2 separate regions of the Macaca mulatta genome follow, and region 1 is linked to region 2. The links are chromatin contacts, called in public Hi-C maps. All regions are on one chromosome and are shown on one strand. The core of a region is the stretch at or near the end of the contact, and the rest is flanking DNA. Distances in the headings are between cores, read along the strand shown. Region 1 holds the start of CCNH (cyclin H). Region 2 holds the start of RASA1 (RAS p21 protein activator 1).

Region 1 (3,854 bases), core at 42-2,541, 140 kb before region 2:
AATTATTCTTTCCCCCATATGCAACATTTTAGGTTGTTCACAATTCGTTGTTATCAATTTGCCATGCCCTTCAATCTTCTCTTTCTCTTTTTCTCTCTTAGCCAATTTACGACACCAGATTAGCCACATATGTTGAGTGTGTGGATCGCCAAAATTATAAACCACAAATGGCATAAGTTTGAGGAATTCAAATAACTGTGGCAAACTCTAACCTCAACTGCACCCAACAAAAATGAACAAGAAAAGACTTTCCCTATCTTAAGCCTCTAAAAACATTTTCATAGAAAGCAGAGTTAAAGCCATCCTGCCACTTCTTTTTAGGCTTTTCAAGACCTAAATTCTCTAGGTCTCATCATCTTTCTCTTTCTATTTATTTATTTATTTAGAAAAGCTATTTGCCATAGGGAAATTTGGATATATAATAAATACATGAGAGAATAAGGTATGCCTAAATGGGACACTTCAGAATCAACGTAAATTTTGGATCTCACCTGCAATTTTGAAAGTCCTATTAATTTAAAAACTAGTAAATACCTTAATATTCATGATAGCTTACTGTAAGATTCCCTAGAGGCAATGAAGATGGGAATCTCAAGAAAACTAAAACTACCATACATCTTGGCTTCAGAGGTGAAAATAGGGGGAGAGGATTGGCTAGTTATCAACAGAAGGGAAAGTGCTTTTTGCACAGAGAAAGAATAGACAAGGCAACAAAAGTGGCAAACTGTAAGGGCCAATACACATCCACTGCTTCAAGTTTTTCAGCCATGTTCCATTCTCAGAGATTTCTGGTAGTACTTCAAGAACACCGATCTCCAAACTCCTCCTGAAAAGGGCTAGGAATGCTTCTGCCTGAAGATCTTACCTATTCTTTCTGGGCCCCATGATCTCCCTACATGATTGATCAACCTACTATTTCAACTCGAAAAAGCCTTTTCACAAATGTCAACTTCAGTGAGGCCTCCATTTAAAAATGAACACCCTACCAAGTCCTTTCCTAATTTCTGATTACACCCTGTGAATTTACATCAACCTACCCCACACCCTCAGTTTATGCCTCTTTTGAACATTCCTGCCGGGCTTCTCCTTTAAATCTTGCCTGGAAGGGGCGGAGCTATGTCCCAGGCTCACCGGGAGGAGCGTTCCGTAGGCTCCGCCCACCTACGTCTCAGAGGGCGCCCCAACAAACCCTGGATAAGGTCTCTTCCTAGTCCGCTCCGGAAATGCGACTGCGTACGCGCTGGACACGCAGTCGTGACGTCAGCGCGCCCGCGCTGGCTGGCCGGACGCCCTAGGGGTTCGGTTGCTTTACGCCACGGCACTGCTGCGTTTGGGTTGTCTCCTGCAGGCTGTCTGGACCTGGTCACGATTCCACAATGTACCACAACAGTAGCCAGAAGCGGCACTGGACTTTCTCCAGTGAGGAGCAGCTGGCAAGACTGCGGGCCGACGCCAACCGCAAATTCAGATGCAAAGCGGTGGCCAACGGGAAGGTGAGGTTTTCCCGACGGTTGCCCAGTTGCTTGGTCACTAAATTCTGAGCAGCTGCGGGAGCTCTTCTGGCTCCCAGGACAGTCTCACTCCCTCATTTCTCTGCCTCTGCGGCGCGGAGTGCGTTTATATATTAAAATAAGCGAGCACCTCGCGAGGTTCCGTGGGTACAAAGGCGAACAACGCCATCCCCGTGGTCGAATGGCAGACAAGTAACCAGTCTTTGTAACGTGGTGAAGAAGAGAGTAGGTAGTGTGCTAAGGTAGTGCGTGGCAAGAGCCGTTCACTTGTCAAGCGGTGATGTTGGGGAAGGTTTTTCCCAGTAGCCAATGCGGAGAAAATGGGGAAAGGACGTTCCAGGCAGTCAGAACTACCGTGCAGAGTGGGAGGGAGGTCAGAAGTTACAGGGCTGGTGCGTGGACGTGTTTGTGGTCGTATGTGGCCGAATGTGAGTACCTGTACAGGAATGGCTGGGGAGGGTAGGAAGGGAACTTGTTTGTAAGTGGAAGTGAGGCGTTTGAAATTTCCATTGAAAGGATGAGGAACCTTTGAAATATTTAAAATGGGAAGCTAACCTTATCAGATTTCCGTTCTGGAAACAGCGCTCTAGCAACCTCGTGGTGAATGGGTTGGATGAGGGCGGGAGACCGGCGACGGAATACAAACCAAGTGACTAAAGATAAGGTTTGGACTGTGGCCCGCTAGCCAAGTCCCTTCTGTTACAGCTCTAGGGCTGGTTTAATCTTTCTTACAAGCTCCACTCCAGCAAGTGTTCAGTGTCTCCAAATTACTGACACTGAATTACTTTACTTTACTTTCTACCTTTAATTCACATCACTGATTTTAGCACCTGAATTAGTTTCCTTAAGGGCTGCCTTAAAAAAATCACCACAGACTGGGTAGCTTAAAATAACAGAAATTTATTGAAACATTTGCTGTTTTTTTACAACTTGTGTCGTAATGACTGACCGAGAAACGAATGTTGGAAGCTTTCCAATCATATTTGTAAAAAGTCTGTCTACTTTTAAATTTGTAAATAATGATATCACAGCTGTGAGCATATGCACATAGCCTATCGTGATTGTTTATATAATGAAGCAAAGGTCTAGCTGACATTCCGAAAAGTTGTGAAATGATGGTACAGTTTTAGTTTATTATTTTCCTACAGCTATTTTGTGTAATGATTAGCGAATCTATAAAGAAAACGAGGCGTGATATATTCCCCTTCGTTGGAGATATAAACTAAATTTAATCTGGATAGAGAAAAATGTTTTACAATTGTTTAATTCATTGAATTCATTGAACTTGTGTTGTAATTGTTGATCTAAAGGTTCTTCCGAATGATCCAGTCTTTCTTGAGCCTCATGAAGAAATGACACTCTGCAAATACTATGAGAAAAGGTTATTGGAATTCTGTTCGGTGTTTAAGCCAGCAATGCCAAGGTCTGTTGTGGTAAGTTACAGTAGTGATGAAATATAATGTCCTTTAGTTGACTTGTGAAATTTGACCTCTTCTAAATTCCCTGTCCACTCTAGTCTTAAAAATTCACGTTAGTTACAATTAATTAGTTTTTGGCACATTATATCTTTTTCAATTCAGGCCTTAACTCATGAATTGCTGTATCATATCTTCAAAAGTATTTCAAGTCTCATTTTGTGGTCAGAAAAAAATTTGAGGTCAGGTAATGTTATAAAGAAAGAAACAAAATAAATTACTTTTCTCTAAGTTCTCAACTAGTGAGCCATAGAACTGGGACTAGAACATAGACTACTTGCTTTTCCAACTCTGTGACACCCAATAAATGTTTGAAGTAATGCATTCTTTCATAATTGGTAATCATATGCCCCAGCTGAAACTGATACCATAAGATTTTTTTAAGCCTTAATTAGTAGAAGCTGGAGTTTTATCTTTGGTTAAAAAAGATTGTCTTACTGCTTCAGATGTATGGTTCTGAGGACCTGTTTGTTTTTTGCTGGGGTGGGCAACCGTGAGGAGAAACAGGTAGCTGAGATTAAAAAGCAGAAAGATAAAAAAGCTACAGTGGGAGGGTGTTTAAAATGTCTTTACGTTATTCTCTCACAGGTTTGTTGCAAAGAACAAATATAGAAGTGTATCTTAAGTAAAAGACTGTTAAATTTTAAAGTTATACAGTGTGACTAGCTTACGACCGAGTAGAGAATAATCTTCTGGGAAATTATCTACATTTTTATAGTTGAAAAAAATTTGAAGTATGTTGAAAATATTAAGTCCATAGAATTTATAATTTTTTTTCATCTGAGATATCAAAGATTCAGAGAGAGTTTTAGGTATACTTGATTAGTTTATATCTTCAGATTTGGTTTATTCTTACAAAAGAACTAAA
Region 2 (3,789 bases), core at 925-3,424:
AGACCATGCCACTACACTGCAGCCTGGGCAACAGAGCTAGACTCCATCTCTTGGGGGCAATGGAGAGAGGAAAAAAAAAAACCTCTGAATTGTCCAGAATGACTGTCAACATATGAACCAAATCTTTCTTTCCTGATATTCACCAAGGTTGTTAAAATTCTAAGGGTCAATTAAGAGTTATACGAGAAACCTATAACAAGTTTTGCCTAATACCACTTCCCATCGCAACATTTTCATCAAGGTCCACCTTTATGAATAAACACCTAAGTTCAATTAAGACAAGTGAGGAGGTATTAACTTACATTAAAAAAAAAAGTCATTGTCCTGTATATTCTACTTAATTTTCAAATAGAATACTATACTGGCCACCAACAAAAAATGTTTAAGGGAAGCTCTGTTAATTTTGTTTTGTCTCACTGTTGTACTTCCAATGTCTCGACTATAAAAGCTAAGTGGGAAGCCTAGGGAAGAAGATACATTGTTGAAATAAAGGCGCTTAATCACACCTATAATTCACAGTATTCCTTTCCTTTCTCTCTGACCCAAGTTCTCATTAAGTGACCCACAGACTCTTCTAAACATCACTATGCTTTCTCTAATCAGAAGCTGGGATGTGCACTGAAATAAATACATTCTAACCAATACATTTTTCAAATTATTAATACAATACTCGTTTAAATATTTGTATTCAAAATTTCTCACTAATCATCTAGCTTTATCAAGTAACACACACAGGTTAATATACACTATGACTGCCTTGGTAGCCGCAGTTTGACTAAATCCTGGGACACCACTTCAACTTGGAAGGGACAGAACCATATCCGGTTCTCATCAGATACACATTTTCTCATACTTTCCATCTTAAAAACTTTACACCTTCCCAGAAGAGCAATAAATGTAGGAAGACGCCAGGTAGTATGCCTGTAAGGAAGATAAGTGATCAAAGAAACCTGAAACTTCAAAAACTTTTCCTAAACAAATCACAGATGAAAAAGACAAAGTATGGTTTACCCCATTTCCACTTCTTTTCTGGAGCCAGCTGCCCAAATTCCTGAACAGCAGTCTTAACTTACTGGTTAGTTGGAGGAGCGGTCAATGGTATGGCCACCTCTTCCTCCTCGTATTCTGGTCCATCCAGAGAGTCACCTTCGTCCACTGTCCCCAGGCCCGCCCCCAAAGGGGGCAGGTAAGGGGGAGGGGGCAGAGGGGGAAAACCGCCGCCTGGCCCAAGAGTCTCAGCAGGCAACGAAGTGGGCAGCTTGGTGAGAGCCATGTCTCCACTAGGTCCAGCGACAGCAGCACCGGCCACGCCAGCAGCAGTACCTCCCCCTGTCAGTCCGGCTCCCCCCAATGCCCCTGTCATAGACCCGGCTCCTAGGAACCCTGACCCCAAAGCGGCTCCGCCACCCAGAGTTCCAGCCACTCCAGTCTCCACCAGCCCAGGATAGGGGGCGGCTGCCACAGGCAGGGCCGCGGGTATCTTCACCCGACACACTGCGGGATAGGCACTGGAGCCCGCTGCCGCGCCGCCTCCTCCAGCTCCGGCTGTTACCGGGCCGCCCTCCTCACTGCCGGCCTCGGCCGCCATCATGTTGAAGCCCGCTCTACTCTGCCCTACCCTGCCCGCCCGGGAGCCCCGGGGGCCACCAGGCCCGGGCTCCGAGCCGCCCCACCCAGACGCGTCTCCCCTTCAGCTCCCCAGGCGGAGGAAACAACAACAAAAGGAGAGAGCCCGCCGCCGCGCCCCCTCCTAGGGCCACAGCCCAGGCTCCGGAGCTGCTTGGGTTACGGGAAGCGAAGTGGGCAAAAAACCCAACGCCTGCACAAACGCCACCCAAACCTCACGGCACACACCCACACTCACGCACACAAACACATGTACAGAAGCGAAAACTTCCTGGCTGCACTAAAGAGGAAAGGAAGCACAGGGAAAGAGGCTTAGGTGGCTATCGCTCCTTCAGCAGCCACCACCGCTTCTTCACCACCCCAGTTCCGGCCACCCACACCGCAGCCACCGCCGGTGCCGCTGCTGAGGCTGGGGCCACTGCAGCCGCTTCATCCTCCACCAGGCAGATGAGAGGGGTGGGGACAAGAGAAAGGGGGGCGGGGTAACAAGGAAATCGACTGAACTGCTCACTACCTGGAGCTCTCAGTGACTGAAACCGTAGAGAGAGAAAGGAAGGCGGGGCAGGGGAGGAGGGACGGAGGGAAGGAAGGGCGGAGGAGGGAGAGGGCAGCTTGTGCGCAGGCGCGTTCCCGGAACGGGGAGCGGGGAGCGGGGGGCGGGGGGCGGGGGGCCGGGCCTGGAGGAAAAGGAAGAGTCCAGAGGGAAGGAAGCGGCGGGGACGCGCGGTGCGTGGTCGCGCTTGCTGTCCTACTCCGGTTCCTAGCGTGCGGCGGCGCGGCCGCATCTCCTGTTGGCGTGGCCGGCGGCGCGCGCCTGTCTCCCGGGGCTTTGTTTGATGGGCGGGAGAAGAGGGAAGGGTACCTGAGCACGCGGGTGCTCGGCGCTGTGAAAGCCGGAGAGACGAGAGGGGGACCGGGAGGCGGCGGAGAGGAAGAAGGGGGAAAGGGAAAGGAAAATGCCTAGAAACTAGTTCCGTACTTCCTGACCGGTGGAAGAAACAGCCTTAGCCAGCAGCGCAGAGACCATGCAGGAGTCAGGTAGCTTTGAAGATCGGGGCAGTACTAAATGTTGTCTTTTTCGTTGCATGCTATAAATCACCATGACTATCTCACACACACACAGATAGAATAGATTCTGAAACTCCGAAACGAAATAAAGGGCACCATATGAGAAGGGTGGGGAATTTTGGTAGAAATAGTGGTTATGAAGTAAGATTTCTACTAGTATTTGCATAGGTTTTTCTTTATCAACTGTCTCATATACTTACCTATGCTATTATAAGTCTGTTGTATACTGATGAAGAGGAGGGGGTGCCACAGAAAACACTAATCAATGCACTTTTGTCCTCTGTGTGCAAAAGACTGCAGGGTGTGATCCGCAATGCAAGCACCTTCAACAAGTCAAATGTCAAGAATGTCTCAGAATGCCAGTTACAATTATATATCGTTTCTAAAGTAGCAATAAACTGAAAACTCATTTTTAATACAATTAAGGAGAAGAGTGTTATTTTGTCTTCTACACTAAAATGTATACAAACTATTACATGCATTCATGTACAGGGAGCTTCCCATGGTTTGAAATTAACGGTATTGTTATTTTAAATTCTCCCAGTAGTAATCCCACGTTGAATACCATTGGATATTGATCTTTGAGATCAGTATTTTCTCTGCTAAGGATGATCAAGCCAACACTCCGGATGGCAAGTGGTTGTGATAGAAACCAAGGAACAAGAGAAAAGACCACTGAAAGAGGTGGCAAGATACAGGCAATGCATTTTCTTTGTAAATTTGCGTAGGCCTATTTACCTAGTCGATGACAACGATCCAACTTGATTAGGAGTAGTCCTGGGACCTCCATTATGCTTATGTCTTAGGCAATGTGCTACTTGGGAGAAGGAAGATGAACCAGTCACAGGAGCTAGAGTTCTCGAGTGAATTAAGGCCAGCAACATCCTAGGAATTCAGTAATGCCACCTCAGACCTTCTGAATCAGAAACTGTGCAGCAATCCATTTTAACAAGCCATCCAAGTGATTGTTTGCCCACTTAAGTTTGAGAACCACTATATTAATGTATAGTATACTAATCAAGAAGGAGGTATGCAATACCTAAAAAAGGTTCTGAAAGATATAATAGATGTCATTCATTAGGTGGGAGGTAAAAT

Evidence for each region. A called contact is a pair of places that touch in the nucleus more often than the background predicts.
Region 1: a contact with region 2 is called in a Hi-C map of liver, with 2.3 times the contacts expected there. The contact joins the promoter of CCNH here to the promoter of RASA1 in region 2. A contact is called at or near these places in 2 of 14 Hi-C or Micro-C datasets (cortical neurons and liver).

The regions. Positions count from the first base shown.
Region 1 is chr6:93,786,948-93,790,801 of T2T-MMU8v2.0, reverse strand. It overlaps CCNH (cyclin H), which reads left to right and starts at 1,291. Exons shown (of 9, transcript NM_001266446.1): 1 at 1,291-1,493; 2 at 2,822-2,944. The coding sequence starts at 1,377.
Region 2 is chr6:93,645,725-93,649,513 of T2T-MMU8v2.0, reverse strand. It overlaps RASA1 (RAS p21 protein activator 1), which reads right to left and starts at 2,174. Exons shown (of 25, transcript XM_078004444.1): 1 at 2,141-2,174.